Linked DNA regions of Rattus norvegicus: regions 1 and 3 are each linked to region 2. Evidence: chromatin contacts called from public Hi-C data. All regions are on one chromosome and are shown on one strand. Each heading gives the region's core, a stretch centred on a gene start, on an enhancer-like site or on the middle of the called end of the contact. The rest is flanking DNA. Distances are from core to core; before and after follow the strand shown. Region 1 holds the start of Acyp2 (acylphosphatase 2). Region 2 holds the start of Psme4 (proteasome activator subunit 4). Region 3 holds the start of Erlec1 (endoplasmic reticulum lectin 1).

Region 1 (2,700 bases), core at 151-2,650, 130 kb after region 2:
AGTCCCAGGCAAATGAAATATCTCTGAACAATAATCAAGACCATGAAAACAAAACTGTATAACAACAGACAAAAAGACTGCAAGTCTGTTTCCATTAGTATTAGATAAAACTTTAAAAATTCTCGTATCACACAATATCACATCTATTTAGGATAAATATTGAGGTATAGTTAGGATTTCCATTGCTGTGAAGAGACATCATGATCAAGGCAACTCAACACAAACACAGTTGACACTAGTCAAACCACCACAAGGCACAAACCTTTCTGATTCAGTAGCCGGAATGAAAAGATCACGTTTAACTTTGATTTAGCTCACAATCACCACAGATTTGGCAGTTGTCAGACAATTTCAGAATTAATTCATTGACCGTCTTAGGGTTTTTATTGCTGTGATAAAACACAATGACCAAAAGGCCACTTGGGGAGGAAAAGGTTTATTGGGCTTACACTTCCACAGCACTATCCATATCAGGATAGGAACTCAAACAGGGCAGGAACCTAGAGCTGATGCAAAGGCACTGGGGGGTGGGGGTGGGGGTGGGGATGGGGGTGGGGGTGGGGGCACTGGTTACTGACTTGCTCCACATGGCTTACTCAGTCTGCTTTCTTATAGAACCCATGACCACTAGACTAGGGGTGGCACCACCCACAACAGGCTGGGTCTTCCCCCATGATAAGAAAATACCTTATGGATGGATCTTATGGAGGCATTTTCTCAATTGAGGCTCTCTCCTTTAAAATTACTTTAGCTTGTGTCAAGACTAGCCAGCACACTGACCAAATACCTTTTGTGTCACTAAGTTAAGCAGGAACTTCATTTCAAATGCCCCTTTCAAGCATAAACAAGGAGGAGTTGGAAATGGGTATATTTTTTCAAGGGCACAAGTTTTCCTCATATGAAGTGGAAATTATATTTGCACAATAGTGAGTACAGTTAAGAATGATAGATATATCATGTATATATATGATACATGTACAGTTAAGAATGATATATATGCATATATATATATATATATAATTATTGAGATCTTAAGTGAAATCAGATGTGAAAGTTAATTAGTTTGAATTAATCTCCTTACAGGGTATCCATTACACTATGTATTCTTTACAGTGTACCTATATAAAAACACCTAAAACGTAAACGTTCCTTGATATTTTATCCTTGTATATAATGAATTTTGGTAATTTCATCCCTATTATCCTTCTCATCCCTACCCACTCAGTATCCCTCTGTCCTACCAACAAGCCGCCCTCCTATTTTCATCCTTATAAAAAAAAACTTTTTTGTGTCAAATAAATGTCAGTGGGTGGATGATTACATTAGTTGGTTTAATCCCCTCATATGCCTGCCCCTGGCACTAGCCTCGGTTTTCTTCAGAGAACAGAATCCTGGGGAGCGCAGAGAGGGAGCTCCCTGCTTGGGAGCTGGAGCGCCCGGTGTCCGGCCGTCCTCACTACGGACTGCGGACTGCGGTGTCCTGTGGTCTTGCGTGACCCGGCGCGTACCCGTCCTGCCAGGCGTCGGTCCCAGAGCCCATGAGCCTCCTTCGCCTGGCGTCTGTCGCACTCTCCGCACCACACACCCCGCTACGGCTGCTCGCGAGAGGGCTGGCCGCCATGGCGGAGCCGCTTAAGTCTGTGGACTACGAAGTGTTCGGGACAGTGCAAGGTACGGCCTGAACCTGGGAGGCCAGGACGAGGCCATGGGAGAGAGAGGAGGTAGCTTGCGCCATCCATCTTAGGGGTGGGTCTTTCCGCTGAGGCAGCGACTTCTGGGCAGCCATGACACAGCAGCCCCGGGTAGGGAGGACGAGAGTGCGCTTGCGTGGGAGAGCTAGTGCGGGGCGGAGGGAGGTCACCTTGAGGACCCAACCCGGCCTCTGCAAGCCTAAGAGAAAATGGAAAACGCCGGAAAAACAGAGGTTGATGGTCTTAGCAAGGGTACCTGGTTGATACAGGGTGATTTACTTTGTCAGAGGTTGTACCCCCTCTCCAACTAACTAGTAATTTTTCCTTCCTGGGTTTTGAAGATTGAACCTTATATATTTATACACAGTCTTGCATTTGCACACTAGATTATTGAACAACACTCCCAGGTCATGTAAATAAAGCTTTAAAATTTTTGTTTGATTATAGGCTTAAATGGATGCACAGAACATAATCTCTGACTTATTGTAAAATCTTTCTATTTGTAAATTAAAATGTTAAAACATTCTTTAAAATTTTCCTAACACAGCTTGACATGGTGGCACATGCAGTTCTTAGGCAGAAGGAGGTGGATATTTGAGTTCTAGACCAGCCTGGTCTACACACTTGAGGAAATTATCTAACGGAGTATAAATACTGTAAATATTTAATGTATATCATTATCCATTTAAAAGAAAAAACTTTTTGAGACTGGAAATGTAGCTCAGTAGGGTGCTTGCCTAATAGTCACCAAGCCCTGGATTAGATCCTCTGTACCAGACCAAGGGTGTGCTGGCATTTGCCTATAATCTAGTCTGCACTTAGCAAGTTGAGGCCAGTCGAGGCTCTTTTTTTCAAAATAAAATAATGCCCTTTTACCAGGATGTAACTTCCTGTTTGAGTCTGATTTCCATTCTATGTTCTCTACACAATTTTTTCCATTGTTTGGTATGCATGAGAATTTCTTATAACTCCATCCCCACCCCACCTCAGATGTGCTGTGTGTGTGTTG
Region 2 (2,700 bases), core at 117-2,616:
CAAATGACCTCTCCAAACTTTTTGCTCCAGCATTACTTTTCCCCAGCTCTAATTCCACTGACACGGTAATTTGCCGCTAGTGTGTGCAGAAAACAAAAGAACCCCTAAAGTTGAGGTTAATGTCGTTAACATTCATCTAACCAACTCAAAACTGCACAGTTTGGCCAACAAAGTCCGGGACAATCTAACAGCACTCTTCACTATTTGCCTTAGAATCAGCTAGGTCTTGGCCAAGGAAATGTCACAACAGGAACATATACTTTCCTAGAATTCTAAGACAACATTCTCAACATCAACGTCTACTCAATCCGAGAATGCGCTGACTGCCCATTTAAAACGAATCGTTTCAATTAAATCCAGGAAGCCAGAAGAGCAACCCCAGTCCCACAAGAAACAGTAACACAGAAAAACACACACATCTCTTACTGTCCCTACATCCTCCTTCCTACGGTGAGAAGCGAAAAGGCGTGGATCAACAAGGAAGAAAAATCCAGAGGAAGCACAGAAGCGAGGACAGGATTCGCTTCCCCAAAGACCGGACCTCTCTATCCCGCAGCTCCACGCGCAAGAACCCCAGGGAGAACCAATGGAAGCCACTCGTCCCTGTACCCGGGGACGCCGGTGGCTCCCCAGAGCCTGGCAGGTGAAGAGAAAAAGGACCGGAACGCTGATCCTGAGAGGCGAACAGCAGGACCCAGAGGTCCCACAGAAACCAACCAGGAGACTGAGCGCCCCCCCACCCCCCCACCCCCGGCTTGGCCGCGCCCCTAGAACCCTGCACCAGGCCAGCGCAGCCTGGACAGGACAAAGTTGAGCAGCGGCAGCGCAGACAAAGAGCCCGGCCCTCCGACAGCTTCAGCCCACTTACGTGGAGAGTTTCCGCGTCCAGAAGAGGCCGCCCGGCCACAGCTCCTGGAGCTGCACTGCCCGGCCCAGGTTGCTCTTGATCTGCGCCAGCTGCAAGTCGGACTCGGCGTCCAGCCGCTCGGCGTAGGGCAGAAGCTTGTTGTACACGATCTCTTTCTGCGGGACGAAGGCCCGCGGGCCCAGTACCGGCCGCCCGCCAGGCTCGGGGGGCTCCCCGCCACCCGCCCGCTCCGGAGCCTCCATTAGCCCGGGGCCGCCCCCGGCCCGCCCCCTCGGCCCCCGCCCCGCTGCGGGCTCAGCCTCCTCTGCGTCGCCTCGCCCTCGGCCCGACCGCTGGGGCCCCCCACCCCCCGCCCCGGCTGCCCGGCGCGCTGCTGGACCCCGCGCGGCACCCGGTTCGTTGGCGGTGGCAGCGGCTGCTCTGCCGGGACCGCTCCGGCTCGTCTGGTGACGCTGCAGCCGCTGGGCCGGGAGGTTCCGGAGGGGCCTCAAGTCACTTCCGGGGCGGGGCGGGGCGGGGCGGAACCAGGAAAGAGGCGAGGAGGTGACCCAGCGGCTTTCTCCCCGACAGCTGAGTTTGGTGTCAGCGGCTGTGGTTTCCACGCGAGGCTGCCCGCGAGGAACCAGAGACACTCCCCACACGCTTCTCCTGCAGGATCCAGCAAGATACCCGTTCACGCTGGAGGAGGGTTGCGGGGGTGTGGACAGCGAGGCAGTATGAGCAAAAAGAGTTCTAGGCCAACCTCCGCTTGGTACTGAGTTTCAGAAGATCTGGCAACATAAGACACTATCTTAAAAAAAAAAAAAAGTTTATGGAATAATCTGCATACACTATAGTACCCTGTGTTCCTCAGTCCCTTTTAGCTCCCACCTTTCTGGCCCCCCTCACTCCAAAAGAGTTACTCAACAAATACTATACTTTGTGTGTCATCCTCTCATTTTAGATCCCGTAGTAAGTTTAAGAACGCCTAGTTCTGCCCTTAAGTACTTAGAGGCTTGCTGAGCTACAAACTAATAAATTACAAGACAATGAATTGGTAAATACTGGATAAGTACCAAGATATCTGGGAATTCTAAATGAAGGTATATCACTTCCCTAGAAGTTATTTTTAAAATAATCTGTAAGGTTGAGTGCAATGCTATTTCGATTAAGAAAGGAAGAAGATATATCTGTCAGCTGACAGATAAGACTGAGGCTGCCAGCTTGTTTTCTGGTAATTCAAGATTCAGGCTAGTTAAAGATTGCTTGTCAGAAGGGAGTGAATATATTTATTGAGACTATTCAGTAAATGCTGGAGAGTCGAGATTGATCTTAAAAGTAACAAGAAATTTTCAAGAGAGGACATCATTTGGGAACTCAAAATCAGGAGGGTTGTGAGTTTAAAGCCAAAGTGAGCTAAAAAAGAAAGAAAGAAAGAGAGGAAGGGAGAAAGAAAGAAAGAGAAAAAAGGATTGAAAGGATTGCCAGCTGGTCTATGAGTTTCACTAGTGGTAGCCCACTTTCCTAAGCTGAGTCACAACCCTAGGACTTCAAGAAAATATTTTACAAAGAGTCACCATCTCAAAAGAAAATGTTTAAACCATAAACCTAAGAGCTGCAAATACTATGTAAACCAAACTGACCTTGAACCTTGGGCAACCCTGCCATTTCTGGTATGTACCACACCTGACAAATTTTCACATTAAAATGTTTTATACTACATTTATTTCTTTCTATGTGCACATGCTGAATGACTTACAGGAATTTGTAGTGGGTTGGCCTAATGTCATTTGTATTTTAGTGCTAATTTAGGTCCCCTAAAACTGTTTGCCCCAAAGACAAGACAGTCTGCA
Region 3 (2,700 bases), core at 52-2,551, 190 kb before region 2:
CTTAAGGGTATTGACTTTTTGCTCTGGAATACCTGGGAGATCCTAATGGCCTGCACGTGAGATAAGAATCAGCTAATGGGCTGTGAGGCATTAATAGCTGATTTGTTTTTGTATAAGTACTATTGCTATGGGAAAGGGATAAAGTTGTCTTTCTATTACTATAAGCAAGAACAGAAGAAACAACTTAGAGAAGACAATTTTCCTGATCAGATGTGGTTTCCATGGATGTCGGTAATATACACCTTTTGGATGTCCACCTTAAAAATCCACCTTAATTCACTTTTTGCATGGCATGCTGTATTTGCTCTACAATATATACAATACAATTCTATTAAATGAATTAAGTTCATTTAATCTAAGTTTGGATTGAGTCCAAATGTCTGATTTCTCCCAGTGGATCTGAGCACCACAACATGGGCAGTCCTTACCAAATGTTCTATGGCAAACACTGTAAATTTATTATACTTGAGATGAAAAAATGCAGACATTATTTTTTCAAGAAGGGGAGAAGAAACCAAAACTATATGCAGTCTGCTATAACTTGGTTCATAACTTCACATTCACCTGGCTCTGGCCTTGACGTACGGATTCCTAAGTAAAATAACTAACTGCCCAATACTTGAGTCAAGGGAGGGTTAGGGTTAGGTAAAAATGCAGGGCTGTAAAAGCCTAGCCGCCTAACAACTCTATACCAAAGTCGAAGGACATGGCAGGTGTCACTCGGATGTCCCCAAACACACAGTAGCTGAGACCAACGTGACAACAGTCGCCAGCAAAAGAAACTAAGAGAAGCTTCTGGAGAGAAGAAGGAGAATGCAAATAGCAAAAGAGTGGAGGGTAGGCAGCTCAGTCGGAATGGTAAGTTCTACTTCGATTCCGCACTGCTCTGTTCTCCACTCGCTTTTTGAGAGCCGGCCGCCGCCCATTCATCCCCAACTCCCGAGACCCTTGTGGCTGAACTCCTCGCCCGGCCAGGACTCACCTGGCCGGGCCGCTTCGCCCAAGTGCTGTCTCCAGACCGGTTCAACCGGCGTCTGTCTCGGGCCTCCGCGTTTGAGTCCAACCGCTAGGACGCTACGGCAGCAATGCGGTGCAACGCGACGCAAGCGCGGGCTTCCGTAGGCCACCGATCTCACAACCTCGGATGTTGATGTGCTGCCTGCCCCGGAAGCGGTGGCCCGAAGTCCTTGTAAGGGCGGAGGTGGCTTTGCCCAGCCGTCCGGAAGGAGACGTGGCGGCGGTTGAGTCTCCTGCACCAACGTCGCTTTGTAGTCCCGCCGCCGCCTCCTTCTCCTCCTCCTCCTCCTCCTCCTCCACCTGTTCTCCTCGGGTAGAGGAGGTTGTGACGGCGGCTGGAGGACGCGGCGATGGAGGAAGGAGGCGGCGGCTTGCGGAGCCTGGTCCCCGGAGGGCCGCTGTTGCTGGTTCTGTACGGTCTCCTGGAGGCGGCCGCCGGCGGCCGAGCGCTGCCCCAGCTCAGCGACGACATCCCCTTCCGAGTCAACTGGCCCGGCACCGAGTTCTCTCTGGTCAGTGCCCTCGCGAGCCACTGCCTTCTCCCCTCTTTCTGGCACGAAACATTCGGCCCAGCCCTCAATTTTCCTAGCTTTTCCTTCCAGAACCTTTTTCCCTCCCAAGCATTTATCGTCCCCAAGCCGAAGTGTCTTCGTTCATCCATTGATTCATTTAGTACATTAAGTGGATGTGCCCTCCATACTAACCAGGAGATCCAGTGATCACTTCATCTCCCTACTTTAAATCTCATTGTGTTAGACCTGGCTTCTCAACAGTGGAGAAAGTCTTAGAATTACTAGCACATCACCCTACCCACACAACCGTCCAGCGGACAGGACCCCATCTCTATTCATTCTTCCTCACCAACACACGATGTATACAGACGTTCAGCTTCTGGGAATCTTTTCCCTTGAGGCATTTGAGAGGGCTGTTTGGTGTGGAAGACATTAGTGACATTGTATGCGGAATACTACCAGCCATGCAGAATAAACTAGAGGCTTGAATGTATTATCACTGTTATTTAGGACTCTAGAACCTGAGATATAAAGGATTTTATGACCGTTAATTAATTAATGTGTATTGTGTGAAAGGGCAAGAATGAAAGGACCGGGTGGTTGCGAGGCCCCTTACATGAGTACTGGGAACTGCACTCACTCCTCTGAGAAGAGTAATAATGTGTTTTTAATTTCTGTGCCATCTCTGCAGTCCTAGAATATGAGATTTTGGTGTATAATCTGATGAGAATGAAAGTTCTGTTTTGGGAGAGTGTAGTGCTGAAAAGTCTATCCATGTGTAACTACTACAGACCAATTTATTTTAAAAGGGATCTTGTGGGCTGAAAATATAGCTTAGTTGTATCTTCCAGAGGATACAAGTTGGAATCCTAGCACCTACATCCAGTGCCTCACAAAACTGTGTAACCCCAGCTCCGGGGGGATCTAGTGCTATCATCATCTTCCCGTTGCACACATGGATAAAACAACACAACCACACACATAATTAAAGAGAAAAATAAAATCTTTTTAAAGATTGTCCTCTTAGCTGTACCCTATACTCATTTATTTCAGATTGACAGCCCAGGAAAAGCAAAAGGGTTTTTTGTTTTGGTACTATTCCATCGAGGCATCACTAGGTATTAACATAACACCAAAACAGTATGTAATAAGTTAGGCACCTGTAATATAA

What was found. A called contact is a pair of places that touch in the nucleus more often than the background predicts.
Region 1: a Hi-C map of mammary epithelial cells shows a contact between it and region 2, with 4 times the contacts expected there. The contact joins the promoter of Acyp2 here to the promoter of Psme4 in region 2. A contact is called at or near these places in 2 of 12 Hi-C or Micro-C datasets (mammary epithelial cells and psoas muscle).
Region 3: a Hi-C map of liver shows a contact between it and region 2, with 2.6 times the contacts expected there. The contact joins the promoter of Erlec1 here to the promoter of Psme4 in region 2. A contact is called at or near these places in 2 of 12 Hi-C or Micro-C datasets (liver and mammary epithelial cells).

What each region holds. Positions count from the first base shown.
Region 1 is chr14:108,571,022-108,573,721 of GRCr8, reverse strand. Acyp2 (acylphosphatase 2) reads left to right here and starts at 1,400. Exons shown (of 4, transcript NM_001169145.1): 1 at 1,400-1,671. The coding sequence starts at 1,539.
Region 2 is chr14:108,705,309-108,708,008 of GRCr8, reverse strand. It overlaps Psme4 (proteasome activator subunit 4), which reads right to left and starts at 1,366. Exons shown (of 47, transcript NM_001025140.2): 1 at 869-1,366. The coding sequence starts at 1,110.
Region 3 is chr14:108,892,898-108,895,597 of GRCr8, reverse strand. Erlec1 (endoplasmic reticulum lectin 1) reads left to right here and starts at 1,301. Exons shown (of 14, transcript NM_001106023.1): 1 at 1,301-1,529. The coding sequence starts at 1,368. Asb3 (ankyrin repeat and SOCS box-containing 3) reads right to left here and starts at 1,147. Exons shown (of 10, transcript NM_001108864.1): 1 at 983-1,147.